7 separate regions of the Mus musculus genome follow, and all the other regions are linked to region 1. A link is a contact called in public promoter capture Hi-C data. All regions are on one chromosome and are shown on one strand. The core of a region is the stretch at or near the end of the contact, and the rest is flanking DNA. Distances in the headings are between cores, read along the strand shown. Region 1 holds the start of Zfp524 (zinc finger protein 524). Region 2 holds the start of Zc3h4 (zinc finger CCCH-type containing 4). Region 3 holds the start of Calm3 (calmodulin 3). Region 4 holds the start of Hif3a (hypoxia inducible factor 3, alpha subunit). Region 5 holds the start of Zfp94 (zinc finger protein 94). Region 6 holds the start of Rps19 (ribosomal protein S19). Region 7 holds the start of Foxa3 (forkhead box A3).

Region 1 (2,700 bases), core at 189-2,688:
TCTTTAAGTCACACCTCAGGCAAACTTCACACAACATACTCTGGGCCTCTGTTGTCTTACTGGACCCCAGTTTTCCCCTCATCTTACGAAGTTTCTTCAATTTTTCAACCAAGGCCCTTTCCCCCATTTCATGAGATTCACGCCTCTTTGCTAGGCCCCACTTTATATAAACCTCTCCATTTTCTAACCAGTCTCCACACTTTCTTGAAACCCCTCCCCTCCAACTATAAGCCACGCCTCAACAAGCTACTCCTCCAGTTCTGCCCCGCCCCGACCACCTTAAGCTCCGCCCCTCCTGCGCCCTACGGTGTCTGGTGCAGCCGGCCCCCACCCCCACCCCTGCTCGATCTTGCGAACAAGGCCCGGAAAACTGGCCCTTTGTACCCCTCTCCCTGCCCCTACAAGGTGCAGTCTCGGGCGCCCGAGTCGGGGGCAGGTCAAGCGGCCCAGGAACTAGGCAAGACCACCTTGCTTTTGCGTTGCGGAGGTCCTGGAGACCAGGCAGGCCTCCGGGGGGCCGGGAAAGTCTGTCCGCTTTCCTGTTTAATTACTTACACCTCCCTCTGGGCGCCGACATTTTGGGTAGCGGGGTCAGCGTCACTTCCACCTGAGGGGCCTCTCGACTTCCGCCTCAGCTCTCTTCTACGCCCCCCCAACCCCCCTTTACCCCTCCTTCTTGGCTTCTCTATCCCGCCCCCGCCCCGCCCTTCTGTGTTTTCCTTTCCTATTTCCAGCCGCGGAGGTTAAAGAAGCTAGGCTAGCGCCATCTTTGTTGAGGGCAGGGCAGGGGCGGGGCCTAAGTTACCCGCGGCGCCATATAGACTAAGGGCAATACTCTCAGCGTGCAGCATTTCGTAGCCCACGGTGCGGTTACAAAGAGTTAACATAGATGTGTTTAGATAAGATTGCTTTTTTTTTCTAGTCTTTGACTTCTGCTGGGAAGGATGCGGGAAGAGGGAGAAAAATCCAAGTGGTCAAACTTGTTCAGAGTTAGGAAACACCAAGCACCATTTTACTACTTTAACTCCATGGCTCTTTGAAGCTGATGGGCGCCATATTAATTAGGGGCACTTAGCAGCCATTTCCCGCTTCTCATCTATCCGGTACCTGTATTTGATTGGGTCACCGGGTTGGGAAGGCTTCGTGGGAGGAAAGGCATTTTTGCAGGTGGTTGGGGATTTTTGTGCGTTGTCACTGGGCACACGAAGGCGCCTGATACGCAGGCGCATTTGTTGCTAGCGTGTCGGGGCCTTGGGACCCAGGGCATCCTCTTTGTTCCCCGCGGGCGCTGGCAGCAGGGAAGGGAGGGAGGGGCCCCCGGCTTCCGTGCCGAGGGGCGGGGTCCAGCTCACGCTCTGCTACCTCCCACACCCCCGCCCCGCCGCCGCCTAGGGGCTGGGCCCCCTCTCTCCCGCCCCTTCCCACGCTTCGGCCCGTCGCCCCCGGCGCGCGCGCGCGTACACACGCGAGCCCAGGCAGCATGCAAATGAGGTACCCAGAGGCGGGGGGCCCGGGTGGGGGGGATGGGGGAAAGAGGGTGGTCCCGGCGCGCGCGCATAAGCGCGCACCCGGCACCTGTTCCCAGCTTCTTTGCTCTCTCCTGCGCACGTCGACCTCGCGCCCCGCCGAGCGGTCTGGGCTCGCGCGCGCAGACCCCCTTCTGGCAGCCCCTGCCACCAATGTCCCCGCGCCGCTCATTGGCCACCGTACCCTGAGGGCCCGCCCCGCTTGCGGGCTGGGCCACTCGCGCCTGACAGGCACGCGTCGTACCGGACTTGTGGGTGGGAGAGGGTCGAAGAGCCACTCTGTCACTTCATAGGTATGTTTCAGAAACTCAGCTTCTTGTCCAGGCTTCCTCATCGTGCGAACCATATGATCCTGGACAAGTTGCTTCTGTGTGGACCTCATGCTATGTGCATATTAAAAGGGGGTGCAAGTTTTGGGGGTGTAGCTCAGGCCCAGTATGTGTGAGGCCCTGATTAGGATAGCCAACACCACACACAAAACTTTAAACCAACCAAACAATAAAATAATAAAAAGAGGGGTGCAGGGTCCCCCGACAGAATCTGCTGCTAGCTGCACCTTTGACCTTTGACCCCAAGTACACTCAATTCCTACTATCCTGGGATCTTGTGGGCACTGGGGAAAGTCCTGGAGCTTTCTATTTTCTAGACTGTGCACTAAGGACATTTTTGAAGCTTCCTCATTCCTGTCGATTCTCCCAACAACCTTGGTATATTGACTTTATAGAGAAGGAAACAGACTCAGGCAAAGCCACTTGTAGAATCACATGGTGATTGTTGGCCAAACTGGATCCAAATGAAACCCTTTGAAAATGTTCCCTCAGAGGATTGCTGTGAGGCTCAACGACCAGTGCTGTAGTGCTGGCTCTTATGTTCACAGCATGTCTGGGTTAGTAGGTAAAACCAATCAAACAAACCAATAAACAAAAATCCCCGATTTCCATCTTACAAAAGACACAAATAAGCTCAGAGAAGTAAGGATCTTGGCTAAGGTCACACAAAGGAAGGGACAGACTCAGCATTTGATTTCTGGGTATATGACTTCAAAGCCCAGACTCTTAGCAACTTTCATATATATCTTTCACAAATCAATAGCTTTTGGCTAGGACTTGTCTCTCTTCATGCCCCCCCATCTCTGTGGGGAGCAGGAGCCTTTTGAGACCTTTGTGACCCAGAA
Region 2 (2,700 bases), core at 15-2,514, about 11 Mb after region 1:
CGCCTCGCCCCCCCCCAGGGGGGGGCTTCTCCCATCCCGAAGCGCTTCGGCTATTTCCGGCTCTCCCGGCCTTCCCTAGCCCCGCCCCCACGACCACCCTTGGTCCTTTAGGTGGGTCTCTGATCCGCTCCGCGTTGCTGCAGTGACCTAGATCTTCCCTCGGCTCTTTCCGGCTTTTTTCAGAGTCTCGTTAATCTCAGCTGTGTTCGGCTCTTTCCGTGCCCTCTCCTCCGCCTCGCCCTTCCGCTTCGGCTCTTTTCGCCGACTTTCGGGCGGGCTGGCTCTGCCCTTCTCCACGTGACGCTCCTCCGGCCTCTCCGCTACCCCCTCCCTCCACGCCCTTCCTCCGGCTTCAGCCTCCGTGCTTGTCCCGGCTGTGCCGCCATTTTGTGTGAATTCCTGACCGCGGCGGGGGCCCGGCAGCTGGGGCATCTAGGGCGGGCAGACAGTCGGCCCATCTCCATAGCCCGATCCCTCTTCTCCCCGATTTTTTTTTAACCATCCCCCCTGCTCGCTCTCCTCTCCCCCCCTTTCCCTTCGCTTGCTCCGTCGCGCGCGGGCCCGCGCTAATTACACCCAACCACCCACCAGTGTCCGTGTCCCCCGGGTCTCAGGCCTTGGGGGGCCGCGTGTGTGTGTGCGTGCGTGTGTGGCGGAAGGGGACCTCTCGTCCCGATGAGGGTCCCGTGCCCGTGAGCGAGTGACCTCAGGGCCAGGCTGCGGAGAAAGCAGGCGGCGGGCGGCCTTGCCGGGGCCTAGGCCTCGCGGCCTACGTGGAAGTCGGCTCAGAGGTGACTCCGAAACCGAAAAAAAAAATACTCGATATCGATCTATGTATCTATATGCCCAGTTCCCATCAGGAGGCCCCGGAGCGCTGAAGTGTGCCCCTCCCGCCACGCCCAAGCAGTCCTTTTTGGTGCATTAACATCCCCTCCCCCTCAAAGGAACGATGGAGGCCGTGCCCGGGACCCCCCCGCCGCCGCCATCAGAGTCGCCACCGCCGCCATCGCCACCGCCGCCATCAACGCCTTCGCCTCCTCCGTGTTCCCCCGACGGCCGCGCGGCCACCCCGCACCTCCTCCACCACCGCCTCCCGCTCCCTGACGACAGGTCAGGCCCCCCGGCCTGGGCCGGGCAGCGTCCCCCGTGGGAGGGGGGGAGGAGGAGGAGGAAGGGGACGGCCGCCATGTTGGGCCGGGCCGCGGAGGAGGAGGAGGAGGAGGAGGAAGGGCGGGGTCGGTGGGTGTCTCTAGCTCGCTCGCTCTTTCTCGCTTCGCTTTCTCTCCCGGCCTCATGCGTTGCCCCCCCTCGCGGCGTTCGCCCGCTCTCCCTCGCTCTCGCTCTGTCTTTTTTTGGGCGCCATGCTGAGGGGAAGGTGAGGAGGCGCCCCCCGGACCCCCCGCGCCCGCCGGTCTGTCGGTCCGTCCGCCCGCCCGGGGCACGGGCCGCCAAGGGGGTGGGCTTGCCGAGGCCCATCAGCCTCCTCGGCCGCCCCTGCTCCGGGAGCTGGCCGTCAGCGGCCTGTCGCCTGGCTTCGGGGAAGGCTTTTGGGGGAGGGGCCCCCGGATTCTCTTGTTTTAGGGGCATCTCCAGCTTGCAGCTCCTCTCTTAAGGGGTTCGGAGTTGGGGGTCTTCCCAATCCCCTACAGTATCCTTTCTCCTGGGGGACGCATACCCTGTCCATTTTGGATAGGTACCCGAGTCTAACGGAGGCAGAAAAATGGGGGTTTGGATCAGCCTTCGCTCTTTCGTTCTAAGGAGGACTCCTTAGGATGGGGGCTCTGGTGCACTTTTAATTTTTTGGCGGGAGGTATTTTCTAGCTTCTCCCTAGAAGGCAGGCAGGTAACGGGTGCATTTCCAGCTCTTTTGATTAAATCCCCTGACCTTCTTTGGAAACCCTATTGGTTTTTTTTTTTTTTTTGGGGGGTCCCTCTCTTTTTGTAGGTAGGTGACAGTCAGTGGTGGAGGGTCCTTAGTTTTAAGGTTTTTGTTTTTTTGCGGGGGGGTTGTATGAAGGTTGCTTTTCCTGCATTGGATAGTAGAGGAAGTTGGCCACCGCTTTCTCCGGGCATCGCCCCCTCTTTGGGGCAAAACAGGGTGCAATCGCCCCCTTGGGAGCAAAGATCTCCCCCGTGTGCTTTGGCAGGACGTGAACTGTGGCGCCTCTTGTCCTCTAGTGCGAAATGGGTTCCCCACGCCCTTCTCTGGCGGGTGATAATGGGACCAGCCCTGCGTGTTTTGAGGATGAGAGGTTTGGGGCCATTTTTGCCCTGCTGGAGCCGAAAGATAAGGGGTACATAGTTTGCTGATTCCTGGGAGCTGGAGTGAGTAGGTTTGAAAATAGGTGGGTTTCAGGGAGCAGAAAAGCTAGTCTTGCAGGCGGGGGTGGGGGTAGGGTGGAGAATGCGCTAGACAGAAGCCTCGCTCGCAGCCGTCAGGGAACCGCAGAGGACCCCTTCAGACCATGGGTCTCAGCCCTTTCTCCCCACTCCCACCTCCTGTTCTCCCTTTCTCCTTCACAGACCCTCCTTTGCCTTTTAAAAGAAATGCCACCCACATTCAAAGACACAGGTGCAGCAGTTTGGTGAGCTTTTTTTACAATTTTTTTTTTCCTGTTTTGTTCTAATTAAATGTATCGTCCTGGGAATCGCAGCCCTTCGCAGTCAAGGAAATAAACAGATTAGCGGAGGTCTGTTCGC
Region 3 (2,700 bases), core at 166-2,665, about 12 Mb after region 1:
GGAGGAGAAAGGCAGCCCTCCTAGCCTGGAAGGGACAATGAGGGGGCCAAGCTTCCTGGCTTAGCCATCATTTGATGCACCCCAAACTTTGACCCCAGTCCTGTATCATGCAGCTTCAGTGCGCAATAGGGCCCTGAACAACTCCGCCCACCTGCTCCCACTGCCTCAGTGCCTTCAGCCTGGCCCAGCCCCATTCTTGCCAAGGCAAAGGGAGCACACAGCTACTCCTTCAGGTCCTCTGCTGCAGCCCATGACCAAGCCCGAGTCATCAGCCTTTGTGTCGGGACCTTTCCCCGGAGACACCCACCTCTAAACCTAGTCCTACCTCAGCCACCATTCATTGTCTCCTACACTTCTCTAGAAGGCTGTCCAACCTCACCCCCACCACCCAAACTCAAGTCCTTCCCTAGCCCTCACCTTGGAAACCCCGTTTTTTCTCTGACCCAAACAAAACACGCCTTACAAACCCCAACCTCTCTTTCTAGTGCAACAACCTAGACCTCAGAATCCTTCCTAGCTACCCCCAACCAAGTTCTCCACAAGGCTCCCTGGTTCCCCACACTACCCGTGATCACATCCCCACTCCTTTAAAAACATTTCTGCGACCCCCAACTCTCCTCAGTCCCCTTCTGGGTCCTCACAGGCTCCAAGAGCATCTTCTAGCCTCTGCTGCCACCCACCTCGGGCTCCTCCTTACCTCAGCCTGCACCTGACCCTTCTCCTCTTCCTCCTCCTCTTGGCAATGCTTGTCCTTGGAGACCCCTCCCCCACCGGGGTCTACAGTGCACAAGTGACCCAGGATCCCCATCTATCCTCTCTGCAGAACACTCCCTAGGAACCGACCGGTCCCCCTCTCCGCTACCCACAGCCACCCCTCTAGGAGCAGCCTCCTGCATTCCTCCAGGACCCAAAGCCTTCATCGCCGGCGTTTCCTATTTCCTCCTCCCGGGGACCGGGTAGATGTGATTCTAAAACCAATCGCCCGGAGAGGGATCCGAATGCTGCCTGGGAGGTGGCGGGGGTGGGGATGTCCTGGAGCTCCTCATTTGAAGCCTCAGACTGTCTGTTTGGGGGTCCTACCAATTCCATCTGCTGCTAAAACCGCTTCTAGAAGTCCCAAGGGCCGCATGGGAGGTCCCGAGGGGCCCGGCCTCTCCCTCCCAGGGTTCGCTCGCCATCTCCGGGATGGGGGGGTCTCCACCCGACTTCAGCCGCCTCACTCACCATGGCGAGGCACCGGTATCCGGAGCTCGGGGATCGAGGTTACTCTGGCGGCGGCAGCAGCTGCAGCAGCTCGAGCTCCGCCGCGCGTCCGCGCCTCCACACTCTTTGCCCGCAGCGCGCGCCACCGCCGCCGCCGCCCGCCCCAACGGTCCCTCAACGGCCGCCGCGCGCGCCCCGCCTCGCCCGGCCCCGCCCCAGACGGCTCGCGCGCTCCCGCTGCACTGCGGCTTCCTACGGATCCCTTCGCGTCAGGCTCGTGCGGCTCGCCCCTTCCACAGAGCCCAGCGAATCTGCTGCCGCACGGGCACGCGCACGCGCGTTCCCCACCGCGGGGACTACTTTCGCTCTCGGCGCTCTCGGCCCCTTGCATCCGCTCCGCTTTCCTCTCTGGCGGAAGGGCACCGGTTTACGGAGAGTGACACGTCTCTGTGTGAGCCACGCCGCTATTGGACCCGCCTCGTGGCGGAAATGAGAACGCAACTCCGATTGGTCCGGCCTTCCCTGCAATGCGTCAAACTGGGGCGAGCCACCGCGCGGTGTGCGGGGGGCAGCACGACCTGTGTGGCTCTGTGGAGCCGCGAGGAATAGAGGGGCTAAGACGGAAACAGGGTGGATGTTGGAGAAGCAAATACGTTGTCTCTATGGCTCGGAAATAAAAATGGGTTGGGGGAAGAAGCAGAAGGACTTTCTTCTCTCTCCCTTTGAGCAGATACAAGATGGTTTAATCCAAAATCGTGGGGTCTAGGAGCCTGGCCTGAACCGGCTCTTCACAGTGGTTGGCTCTTCAAGGTTCCGCTGGTCTCCTGAAGGTTCCACCCTCTACGCGTACAATTTGCTGGGATGGCTGAGTGGGTGAAGGCGCTTGCAGGCAAGCTAGAAACTGTGAGTTCGATCACCGGAACTCACGTGGTGGTTTGGAGAACAGACTTCCACAAAGAATTGTCCTCGGACTTCCACATGCGCGCTGTATAAATAAGTTCAAACAAACAAACAAACACAAATCTAAAACACGCACAAAAGCAACATGTGGGGATCTGGACTTGACTCTTGATCTCAGGATCTGTACCCAGAACAATCTCTGGATGCAGAATGTTTTCATTCATTCATTCATTCATTCACTCATTCAGCCAATTAAACATGAATTGGGCACTGCTGTCTGCACAGATCTGGTGCCGGGCTGTGCTGGTGACATCACACTTCTCAACCATTCTCTTGTCACCTAGACAGTGTGACTCACTTCTTATTCTAGGGATTCCAGGCACAGAAAGAAAAAGAACTGTTGCTAAGGGCACCTGAGACAACTGTATTGTATACCATAGTGTATATACTGTACATTACTGTACAGAGCCCTCGTATAGGATGGGAGTTGGCATTTTCTTCCTTCCTTTATTTATTTATTTATTTATTTATTTATTTATTTATTGAGACTGTGTAGCCCTGAGCCCTGGTTGGCCTTCAGAATCAAAGGCATGCATC
Region 4 (2,700 bases), core at 29-2,528, about 12 Mb after region 1:
TGGGTTGAGGTAGGGGGTAAAAACTGGGTGTAGAGAAAAACCAATCAGATCTCGGAAGCCAGGGAGGAGGGACAGGGGTGAGGCTTGAGGGATGCCCCAATTTAGACAGGGAATACCAAGAGTCTAGGAAATTTTTCTGGGGTCTCCCGTGGCAACCTGGCGAAATGGGCTCCACTGGCTATGGTCCCAAAGCCTCTGCACCTGTTGCAAGGTGAACACAGAACCCGCTTCTTCCTAGGATAACCCCAGCTGTGTCCAGCCACAGGAGGGCGCTGCCTTCCCTTGATTAGCCAGGGCATCTTTCGGAAGGATGTCTCTCAAATAGGGTTTGGGTGGGGCCCTCCTCCCTCAATTACAGACTGGGTCCAGGCAGATGAAATTGACACAGAACCAGATCGCAGGAAGTGGCTCAGATTTGTTCTGTTGGTACTGAAAAGGAGCGACCCTACTTATTTAATGCTGTTTTTTGAGACAAGAAAATGTAGACCAAAGCTGGTCTGGAACTTGCCATGTAGGCCAGGCTGGCTTTGAAAGCATCAATCTCCTATAGCTTTCCAAGTGCTGGGTTTACAGGCATGAATCTCCTTCCCCAGCTATCATTCCACTCTTTGAAAGGCAAAAAGACCTTGGTTAGGTCCCACACAGCCTCTAATGAGGACCTCCCTATCCCCATGTCATTTTAGAGCATTTTGAAGCTTGGGAGACTGTTAGAAAGGGCATGGTAAAATTAACCTCTCTCCTGGAATTCAGAAATAGTGTCTTTCAGGGACTCCCTAGAAACTCCAGTTTGGGGATCCCTTATTAACACCACAAGAGCTAGACTGCCAAGGAAGACTCCTTTCAGGGATTTGGAGGAAAAGACTTTTTTGGAAGAAGTCTTCCTTGCTCAAACGCGACCACCTCCAATCCATAAGGAACTTGGAGTTTCACCCCCAGCCAGATGGAGGATTGAACCCGATGTATCTGGAAATTGCAGCTCATAACCCCAAAGCAGTTCCAGGGGAGGGGGGCGGGACAGCTGGAGCTCTGGGGGTAAATCCCTGATACCCTGAAAACCTCTAAGGTGGAGGGTGCATCGGGATGTGTCCCCAATCGGGCGCCTCACAGTGTCCTCAACTTGAGCCACACCCCAGAGATGAGGGGTTCCCTTAAAGCTCCGTCAAAGAGAGCCCCCAGACCCCACCATCCTATCCCCGAAGCCCTGTACCTCACGCGCTGCAGCCCCAACGCCATGGCTCGCCCTTCGCGGTTCCAGAGCCCTCGATGCCCAGCGTCCCCCTCCCCTGCCTGTGTGAGCCCCCTCCCCAGCTCCACCTCTGCCACTCCATTGGCTGGTCTTTGCCCAGCCCGCGGCTCTGATTGGAAGGTGGGCTTGTTGCTCCCGAGAAGGAGGAGGGACTAAAGGAGAAGACTTGGAACTTCAAGGGGTTGGGGAATCCGATGTAATGCACACCCCCAGCCACGCCCCTGCCCCAGACTTCCTTGGCAGTCCGGAGCCCGCCGGGCGTGATTTCCCTCCAGTCTCTGAACTTCCATATGTACACTTCTGAACCATCTGATTCACTGTTCTCTGTGTCCCAGTTCCTGTCGCAGTCTCTGCCTTCACTCCCACCTTTCCCAACCCCCTCTCCTTTCTCCCGCTCTGTCCTTTTCTTGACGTACCAAGTCCCCACTTCTCTCCACCCCGAACTCTACTTCACCTGTATTTCATAACCCCTTTCTTTGCCATACCCCATGTCCCTCCACTGTGTGGCCCCACTGTGGACCCCGCCTCCCAGAATCTTCCTTGTCCACCCGTCTCCACCCCATCCTGACCCGTGGCCTCTCTTAACTCCCTGTGCAGGTTCCTGCGGATGAATAATTAAGCTTCTGTCAAGTAAATATGCTTTAGCTTCATCACACCCACTTGTAAAGGGAACAGAGAACCGATGAGAGATACGTGCGCAGTGACATGGACAGGTGGAAGACGGTACAGCTGGGTAAGGAAGAGGAAGGAAGTTCCTGTGTAGGCTGGAGAGGGCGTGGACACTAAGGACAGGGGTGAAGGAGCAGTGTTCCTTCCGTATGCAGGTTTGGGTACACTCTACACTGCGGCAGAAATGGATTTATTGTTTTTGAGTTATTGGGCAAGCTCCATCTTAGGACTTTCACACATAACTGCGCACTCTCTTTAGAGTGCTCTTCTCGGCTAGACGGTTGGCTCCAGGTTTAAGGCCCTTGCTGCCAACCCTGAAGACCAGTGTTCAATCCCCAGGCCCTCCCCCCTCCCCCCACATCGTGGAAGGCAAGGTCTTTGATTTATCTGCGCGCACGCGCGCACACACACACACACACACACACACACACACACATACACACACCACACGTAAAATGTAATAAAAAACTTAAAAAAATTCTCCTCTAAAAATCCACATGGCTCCCCACCTCAACTCAGGAAAATAGTAAGCTGTCTCCTCCCATTGCCTTCTCTTCTCCATCTTCCTTCTCCTCTTCTTTCTCCTTCCTCTTTCTTCCTCCTCTTCTCCATTTTATTTTCAGATGGGGTCTCATGTAACCCCGTCAAGACTGGCCAGCAAGAGCTGGCCTTGAACTTCTATCCTCCTGCCTTCACCTTCCAAGTGGATTACAGGTGTGTACCATTATGCCCAGCTCCCATGCCATTTAGTTTCAGTTGATTTTATTTGAATAAATCTGACTATA
Region 5 (2,700 bases), core at 54-2,553, about 19 Mb after region 1:
TGTTTTTTGGGTTTTTTTGGCTTTTTGTTTTGTTTTGTTTTTCAAGACAGGGTTTCTCTGTGCAGCCCTGGCTGTCCTGGAACTCACTCTGTAGACCAGGCTGGCCTCGAACTCAGAAATCCATCTGCCTCTGCCTCCCAAGTGCTGGGATTACAGGTGTGTGCCACCACTGCCCGGCTGATCAAACCATCTTGGGAGCATGCTGAGCAGGGAGCTGTGTTGTTTGGACCATCAGCTTTCAGGCTATGACTAGTTTTGAATTTTATGCGGCAACAGTCTTGATCTGAGTTACTCTATCTTGGATAAAAGTGCCAAGAAGAAATCCATGTCTTGTTTACACAGTCATAGCCAGGCGACTCAATTGTGCTATTAAAAGATATCGACTAGCCTTTAGTCCCAGCACTCAGGTAGATCTCTGTGAGTTCAAAGCCAGCCTGGTAACATAAAACATAAGCGCACCAACCATATCACGTTACTTCTTCACCAAGGGACCGGTATGTGGCAGGCACACTGCTCAGTAGCCTGGTCACATGCCAGGAGCCAAGTCCAGTTCCAATGATCCATCCTGTGATAATAAACTCACGAGTGTGTATAACTGTGTGCCAGGTGACTCGTGGTCTGAAATTTATCATTAGCTATGTTAAGCTTGGAATAAAAGAACCTGTGATTAATGGCCAACCACCAGGAGAAATCGAGATTCCTTGGCAAATTGCAGCCAACGAAACTGACACAGCTTATGACTTTCTTGTCGTTCAGCAAAATCTGACATCGTGGAAAGCCATAGACGTGTCCGTTTATCCTTCTACATGACAGGCTCTCGACAAATCTCCACCCATCCCGATTCTCTGCAGTGTAGGTGTGAGTCCTAGAACCTTCAGGGCAGGGTGACACTAGCTACATCAATGCCTCAAACAACACTATCAACATGGCCCTCGCACCCCAATTCCAGACAGCAGTGAAGGAAGGTGTGAGGGCTCACACCTGTCATCGCAACACACCGGATGCTGAGGCAGGAGGCTGACTGAGCCACGCGCTGAGACCCTATCAGTGCGATGATATCTGTGGGATGGAGGGAGGCTCATTGGGCGCCCTGCGCTTCCCTTTCGCCAGCCTGGAGCCGACTCCCCTACGGCCGCCCGCCGCCAACCCTGCAAACCTCCAGATCCAGGCATCAGTCGAGGAAGGTGTGGGAGAGAGGAGACTCAAGGGAGGACAAGGGGAGCGGATGCTAACAGAAACCACCTGGGAAACACTTCCCAGAATGCTTCGCATCAGCCCGCACAACAGAAGCACGCGCAATGCTCCGAGAATTTGAACTACGCTTCCCAGAATGCTCGGCGTCCGCCGGCCTTCACAGACGCACGCGCAATGCGCAGAGACCCTGGACGACACTTCCCAGAAATCTCCGCGTCAGCTCTCCCGGGTGCCTGCGTGTTTGTGGAACAGTTGAACTACATTTCCGGTAGTGAATGCGGAGAGGCGGATCTTACACTCGTTTCTCCTAGTATATAGCCTCTCTGGAGTGTGTGTGTGTGCGCCACGCAGGTACTTCCCTAGCCCTCTGCGGAACTTTTTATTTAATCTGCGAGACACTGGTGCGCACTGTACAATCCATACTGAATTTACGATGGTCCTCCTGCCTCAGTCTTGCACACTCTCAAATGCTGGGCTAACGTGTGTGCCATGACACCATGCTGCCTCTGAACTTGACACGTCCCACGTGGAAAATTTTTCACCCTGGAAAATTAAGAGTCCTTACCTCATAGGCGGTAATTTGGCCCTACCGTTGTCCTTATATACCTGAGTATATAATATATACTTCTGTGTTTCTCAAAGAAACCAAAATTCTCTCTACACATCACAGCCACACAATCCACTTAACCTCCTGCTAGGCTGCTTCTTCAATGTAACCACAGGTACATTGATAATTCATACTCTCCTCCCTGCCCCTCCAGTTTTCTCCCCACTTCCTTCTATCTTCCACATCAATCTAGATCAATCCACAGGAGAAACAAGTTTTGGTTTGCTTGGTTTTTTTTGTTTGTTTGTTTGTTTGTTTTGTTTTGTTTTGTTTATTTTTCAGAGATTTATTTCTTTTTTTATTTATGTGAGTACAAATAAAGTACAATTAAAAAAAAAGCTAGCTTCAGACACACACTAGAAGAGGGCATCCGATCCCATTACAGATGGTTGTGAGCCACCATGTGGTTGCTGGGAATTGAACTCAGGACCTCTGGCAGTCAGTGCTCTTAACTGCTGAACCATCTCTCAGCCCTGTCTGTCTGTCTGTCTGTCTGTCTGTCTGTTTGTTTGTTTGTTTGTTTGTTTGTTTTTAATTATCCCAAAGGACCACTAGCAAAAGTTTTTTTCATCCAAACAAAATCTCGGCGTATGTGTGTGGCACAGCGGAGATGCTGTAACAGGTATACATAGTAGCAAGGAAAAAGACTAGTTTTTACATGATATGATTGTTGTGACAATTTTGGAGTTTTGGTTTCTTTGAAAAACAGAAATACTATAGGAATGTTTTGATTTTAGCCCCAGGTGAGGAATATGAGGCTGCTTCAGACGGTCCACAGCAGCTGGGATTTGCCTCCTGCTCTAGCAGAGGCGTGATTTTGCCAGCTGCAGGTGGTTTCTGTGCGTGTGTGATGTTTAGAATTCGGGGGACTTTTCAGAGAGGGGTGGGTGTAGGTTGGC
Region 6 (2,700 bases), core at 90-2,589, about 20 Mb after region 1:
TTTCTTTTTAATATTTTTTTCTAATTTTAAGTCTTAGTATGTGTATAAAGAGGGTGCGATATGTGAACATACACCCTTCTCTGAGACGCACCTGTGGCAGTCAGAGGACAAAACTCTGTAGTTAGTTCTTATACCGTGATGGGTTCAAAGAATCGTATCAGGTCAATCAGGCTCGTATGGGAGAACTTCTACCTAGTGAGCGAACCATCACAATGCCCCTCGTTTCTTTTTTTTTTTTGGGGGGGGGGGGGTCGAGACAGGGTTTCTCTGTGTAGCCCTGACTGTCCTGGAACTCACTCTGTAGACCAGGCTGGCCTCGAACTCAGAAATCCGCCTGCCTCTGCCTCCTGAGTGCTGGGATTAAAGGCGTGCGCCACCACGCCCGGCCCCTCCTCTCTTTTCTATCTTAAATAATATTTGTCTGGATGCAACACAACCTCAAATATTTTATGCGCTGCGCTGCGGGGTGGGAGTGGGAGGTACTGAGAGCCTGGCGTAGTGACACACTCCCGTAGCATTAAGCTGGGGGATCATGAGTTCAAAGCCAGCCTTAGATAAAAAGTCCCAGGCCAGTCTTGGCTAAATAAATTAATGATAATCCTGTCTCAAAACAACAAACGATAGGCAGGTAGGTGGGTGGGTAGGTACAGATATAATAAAGTTGCACAGGTCAGCTTGGATGACTCAGAAGAGGCAAACGAGGAGACTAACGGTCTGAACAACCAGACTCCGGCACTAGATGGCGGAGCTGAACCTCCACCAAGGGCCCGCCTCTACCCCTTTGTCCCCGCCCTAATCTCCTCCCCGCTCCCAACGCCTTCTTTCCTCTCCGCGAGCGTCAATGGAGCTGAAGCAACTTCCGCCCAAAGAAGGGTGGGGCTTCCGTGTATCTCTTGGTCTCGCGAATGCTAATGCTAGCACAAAAGGTGGTGGTGGCCACATGTCATAGTGCCTTTTCCCTGGATTGCCTGTCACGGTTCCGCCCGTAACTATTCCCATTTCCGGCCAGGAAGCAGGGTCTTGCGCTGAATCCCGCCTTCCTTTCGTGCGCGCTCAACTTCGCCCGCACTTCCGCCCTCAAAAGTTTCCGCCTCCTTGTTCCCGCCAGACACACAAGGCTCAAATGAAGGCCGACTCCCCCAGCTCGCTCCGGTCACGCCCAAGGAAACGGAAAGAGGAACCAGATCCCTTATCCTCCTCCCGAGTCCCTTCTCTTGGCTTCTCCACCCCTTCCTCTTACAGACCCGCCCATTTTGGGTGGAGATGAAGCCATATTCGCCCTCAGAAAGGCGGAGCCCTCTGGTTTAGCCGCTCTCGCGAGCACTCCGAAATCTCGCGAGACTCGACGCCCGACTTGTGCGCCCGGGAAACCCCGTCGTTCCCTTTCCCCTGGCTGGCAGCGCGGAGGCCGCACGGTGAGTGAGGGCTCTGGGTCGCGGCTGTGCGCGGGGCCACGGGGCCGGGCTTTCTGGCCCCAAGAGCTCGTGCCGGGACCGCGGGAAGCCCGGCGCGGGGTCGCTCCGCCCTCTGGAGCCGCGGCCACGTGCGAGCGGCAGGCCCGGACATGCCTGATCGCCGCAATCCGGGAGCCCGGAGGGTTAGGTGGGCAGCGGAGGGGTGAGTGGGACGCCCGGAACGTGGGCTTGAGGGAGCGGGGTGTGGAGGGCTCTCCCACGCGGTCACCACGCCGCGGTGCTGCGATCCGCGTGGCGTGTGCACCCGGCAACTCTGTTGGACCTGCAGGAGCCGAGTTGCAGGGACATGAGGCTGGGTGGATGCTGAGGCTTTGGGGTGGACTGGCGACGAGCAGGGTTGGTGTTGACCTGGACCCACGTCAGGGGTTTGCACCAAGCCTGACCTCGGCATGCTTGTCCCTTCCTCAGATGCCCGGAGTTACTGTAAAAGACGTTAACCAGCAGGAGTTCGTCAGAGCTCTGGCAGCCTTCCTCAAAAAGTAAGTGTTTGTTGGAACTGAGGCCTGACCCCTGTGCGCTGTGACCCCAATGTGTCATTAATCCCTCTGGCCACTTGCTGGGGGTCTTTTCTGAATTGGGCCTACGGTGACCATGCTTCCTTTTTAACCTGTTCGTTCTTGCTTTTTTTTTCCCCCAACCTTGTTAACTTGCTAAAGGTTAGTAGATCTGAAGTCATCTTTGGAAATTTTTGAAGTGTGCTTTTTCTCAATTCTCTTGGTTCTAGGTCCGGGAAGCTGAAAGTCCCCGAATGGGTGGACACAGTCAAGCTGGCCAAACATAAAGAGCTTGCCCCATATGATGAGAACTGGTTCTACACACGAGCTGGTAAGAACTGAGGCTTTGGCTGGGAGTGGGAACCTGGGCGACCCCAGGCAGGGACCCTGTCTTCCCCTCCCATCTACACCAGGAGACAGACCTCATTATTGAATAGCTGTAGCTTTAAACTAGAAAGGAAATCTGAGGGCAAATGAGTGTCCATATTTTGCTTACTTGAGAGTCTTAACAGCTTTCTGTGTCCACGGTTATAGCATTTAGATTTGAACAACTGTCAACTCCTGTTTGGTTGAGTGGTCGGGAGTGCCACTCCTGTTATAAAGGAAACTTACAGATCTGGTGCCCAAAGAAAACTTTGGGGTGCCCCTCTGGTCTCTCTGGATCCTGCCTGGGTGCTTTGTGCATCCTGTTGTCTCTAGTCTTTAGGGGAGCAGGATTCTTTCTGCTGGGT
Region 7 (2,700 bases), core at 96-2,595, about 14 Mb after region 1:
TCTTAAATCCAATGCTCAAACTCCCAATGACCTGAGATACCACCCTGGCTTCTGCCTTCCTACAAAGTCACCAACACCTCCAGCCCCCTCCCTTTCTACTTCTGCACACTCCCAATTCCTTCCCGGTCAGCTCTGCCCCACCTCACACCTCACCAGACCTAGGACAGGCCCCTCCCGGGCACCTCGCCAACTCCAAGACCAGCTACCCCTAGGGATCCAGGAGTCCAATTCCACAACTTGGAAATACAGACCCTAGCCACCTCCCTCAGCCGCTGAAGCTTGACTTGTTCGAGAGCCCCCCCCCCCCACCTTAAGCCGTCTATGTCAGGAGCTCATGGGTCCAGAACCTCGGCCCTTCTCCCCACCATCACAATATGGACTACAGGGTGCAGAAGCACTCGGACAAACGGGAGTTAGACGTGAAGAGGGACTTTCTGTTTGTTGGGGTGAAGGAATTAATGTAAGTCTAGCAATGCCTAGATGGTGTACATTCTGGAGAGCCCCTGCTGAGGGTCGGGGTAAGGATGGCTGACTCCTGCCACACAGATGTGGATCCTCTTGTCTTTTGATCTTCCAAGGCTGACGTCATCTGAGGACTAGTCTACCTAAGCCACCTGTTACATTAGATTCCTCAGAAGGACCCCCGACCACCCTATTTGTGCCCCTACCTTAGCTCCTCAGCTGATCTTTATCCCGGAACCTCAATTCTGACCCCCGACTGCCCGAAGTCCCCCAACCCCCGTCTTCAACCCTGAATTCCGGCACAAACTTTTCCTTACTGCGGACTACCAATGCCTCTTAGTCTCTGTATTTCTCCTCTCTACTACAGAACTCATTTCTCGAGGTCCTCCAGCTCTATCGCTCTACCCTAGAGCTCCGGTTCCCACCTCCAATTTGTTCATTCGACTCAGGGGCTCGACACCTTTCAAGTATAACTTCGAGGTTTCATTGCTAACATTTTCTTCCGTTGGAAGCAAGCCTTCGCATGGATCTGCAGTCTAAATCGTTCTCCCAAACCTTGTCCCCCGACTCCCACACCTAGAATCTGTGTCCTCAGGTCTGTTGCTCCCACCTGGGCCCACACCACAGCGCCTGCTTGCATTTAAGCCCCACACCTGCCCCCCATTTCCCGCTCCGCCATCCCCGAGGACACACCTCGCCCGCCTCCGGGTAGTAGCTCCACTCGGCCAGGTCATGAGCCTCCATCTTCACTGAGCCCAGCATCCCCGGGGCCTGCGCCCCCACACACCCAGGCTGAGGCCCCCCTGGGGGAACCGAGTGCTTCGGTCTCTCTACAGGCACTAGCCCCGAGTTCCGACCTGAGGCACACAGCCCGGGAGTCCCGCTGGCCCAGGCGCCTTGGGAGGCAGCCACTTTTTATAGCCGGGACACCCCCTCCCGGGCCCGCCCCGGGCTCCCCGCCCGCCTCCCCGAGCGCGGCGCCCTCGGATTGGGGCGCCCCCTGCGGGATCTCAAGAAGAGAGACCTCAGGCACTGGGAGCCTCGGTCCTGGCACCTGGAAGCTTGCGATGGATGAAGAGTCGGGGACTACAAGGCGTGGGGTAGAGAGCCACACCCTGCTGATCCCAAAAGCCCTAGAGCAACAGAGCGGGAGCCGGGGAATCTTTCTGCCTCTAAGTGTTTCATCATCTCCAGCTAAAGGAGGGAAACTCTAGAACCCCGCATGTCTTCCACGAAAGAAAGGAGGTTGACAGAGCTCAGGACTCCACAAGTCCCTATACAACACCGTTTAAGTAGCCCGCAGAGATTCCTGAAACCACATTCCCATTGGACAGACAGGAAGACTGAGGCTTTTGACGTCTGCGAATGTTGCAGGCTCCGTACAGAGTCAGGGTCGGCGGTGGAAAGGCTCAGGGCTTCTGCTCAGACCCCATTAAGGCACCAGATCTCCTCTAAGACCCAGAAACTCCACTCACAGCACTCTCCACTCAACGTTAGCCAGCCGTCTAGGGAGAGGGACTCCGGACCGCTGGGAACTCCATTTCCCAGAAGCCTTCGTTCCCATTTCCGTCCGGCGCCTGCGCAGCGCGGACTACATTTCCCAGAAGGCATGGCGCTCGAAGGCCGGAAATGGCGGCCGCTCCGGTGGACGCCCGGGGAGGGCGGGCGGCTGCCGACGCGGCACGCCTTAGGGGCGGGGACCGGCCGCGGTGCCGGACTCCATTTCCCGGCGGCCCTACTAGTGCAGCGCCTGCGCCGTGTCACGGCGGCGGGCGGAAGATGGCGGCGGCGGCAGCGTCTGCGGAGAGGCGCTGCTGAGGGGGCGCGAGGGGGACAGAGGCCGGAGTCGCGGTGAGCGGGTGGCGGCGTGAGGTCCTGGGGTGGGGGGAGGGGGGGCGCTGACAAGGCCGGGGCGCGAGCGATGGGGAGGGCCTCGGCGAGGGCCGGGAGCAGCGGGGTCGCGGGCCCCCGCTTCTTCCCACACTGCTCGGGACCCATCCTTGCCTTCTTTGGCTTCCCGGTCCCCCGGGGCCAAAGTTCCACCGTGGCCGCGCAGACCTCCTGGGCCACCAGCCTGGCCCTGGCTCGTCCCCCGCTCCGCACACTGCTGCACCGGGCCCTTCACTTCCCCAGACTGGCCGTGTGCGAAGCTTCCCACCTCCGGGCCTTTGCACAGGCTGTTCCTCCCCAGTGTCCCCCGCCCTGGAAACGTGCTGTTATCCTTCGGCCTAACTCCCT

What was found. Promoter capture Hi-C pulls out the DNA fragments that hold promoters and counts their contacts.
Region 2: a promoter capture Hi-C map of pre-B cells shows a contact between it and region 1, with 4 times the contacts expected there. The contact joins the promoter of Zc3h4 here to the promoter of Zfp524 in region 1. A contact is called at or near these places in 4 of 39 promoter capture datasets (cranial neural crest, frontonasal cranial neural crest, maxillary cranial neural crest and 1 more).
Region 3: a contact with region 1 is called in a promoter capture Hi-C map of cranial neural crest. The contact joins the promoter of Calm3 here to the promoter of Zfp524 in region 1. A contact is called at or near these places in 3 of 39 promoter capture datasets (cranial neural crest, frontonasal cranial neural crest and second pharyngeal arch cranial neural crest) and 1 of 484 Hi-C or Micro-C datasets (B cells).
Region 4: a contact with region 1 is called in a promoter capture Hi-C map of cranial neural crest. The contact joins the promoter of Hif3a here to the promoter of Zfp524 in region 1. A contact is called at or near these places in 3 of 39 promoter capture datasets (cranial neural crest, frontonasal cranial neural crest and second pharyngeal arch cranial neural crest) and 1 of 484 Hi-C or Micro-C datasets (B cells).
Region 5: a contact with region 1 is called in a promoter capture Hi-C map of pre-B cells. The contact joins the promoter of Zfp94 here to the promoter of Zfp524 in region 1. A contact is called at or near these places in 4 of 39 promoter capture datasets (cranial neural crest, frontonasal cranial neural crest, maxillary cranial neural crest and 1 more).
Region 6: a contact with region 1 is called in a promoter capture Hi-C map of frontonasal cranial neural crest. The contact joins the promoter of Rps19 here to the promoter of Zfp524 in region 1. A contact is called at or near these places in 3 of 39 promoter capture datasets (cranial neural crest, frontonasal cranial neural crest and pre-B cells).
Region 7: a promoter capture Hi-C map of second pharyngeal arch cranial neural crest shows a contact between it and region 1. The contact joins the promoter of Foxa3 here to the promoter of Zfp524 in region 1. A contact is called at or near these places in 5 of 39 promoter capture datasets (cranial neural crest, frontonasal cranial neural crest, maxillary cranial neural crest and 2 more).

The regions. Positions count from the first base shown.
Region 1 is chr7:5,014,070-5,016,769 of GRCm38.p6, forward strand. Zfp524 (zinc finger protein 524) reads left to right here and starts at 1,439. Exons shown (of 2, transcript NM_025324.2): 1 at 1,439-1,491. It overlaps Fiz1 (Flt3 interacting zinc finger protein 1), which reads right to left and starts at 659. Exons shown (of 3, transcript NM_001110329.1): 1 at 556-659.
Region 2 is chr7:16,399,932-16,402,631 of GRCm38.p6, forward strand. Zc3h4 (zinc finger CCCH-type containing 4) reads left to right here and starts at 1,265. Exons shown (of 14, transcript NM_198631.2): 1 at 1,265-1,375. The coding sequence starts at 1,362.
Region 3 is chr7:16,922,617-16,925,316 of GRCm38.p6, forward strand. Calm3 (calmodulin 3) reads right to left here and starts at 1,416. Exons shown (of 6, transcript NM_007590.3): 1 at 1,225-1,416. The coding sequence starts at 1,227. It overlaps Gm45972 (predicted gene, 45972), which reads left to right. Exons shown (of 3, transcript NR_165470.1): 3 at 824-1,902.
Region 4 is chr7:17,061,149-17,063,848 of GRCm38.p6, forward strand. It overlaps Hif3a (hypoxia inducible factor 3, alpha subunit), which reads right to left and starts at 1,279. Exons shown (of 15, transcript NM_001162950.1): 1 at 1,208-1,279. The coding sequence starts at 1,233.
Region 5 is chr7:24,315,363-24,318,062 of GRCm38.p6, forward strand. It overlaps Zfp94 (zinc finger protein 94), which reads right to left and starts at 1,304. Exons shown (of 6, transcript NM_001199321.1): 1 at 1,157-1,304. It also overlaps the pseudogene Gm44513.
Region 6 is chr7:24,883,253-24,885,952 of GRCm38.p6, forward strand. Rps19 (ribosomal protein S19) reads left to right here and starts at 1,340. Exons shown (of 6, transcript NM_001360119.1): 1 at 1,340-1,415; 2 at 1,884-1,954; 3 at 2,200-2,300. The coding sequence starts at 1,884.
Region 7 is chr7:19,022,194-19,024,893 of GRCm38.p6, forward strand. Foxa3 (forkhead box A3) reads right to left here and starts at 1,346. Exons shown (of 2, transcript NM_008260.2): 1 at 1,156-1,346. The coding sequence starts at 1,224. It overlaps Sympk (symplekin), which reads left to right and starts at 2,184. Exons shown (of 27, transcript NM_026605.2): 1 at 2,184-2,313.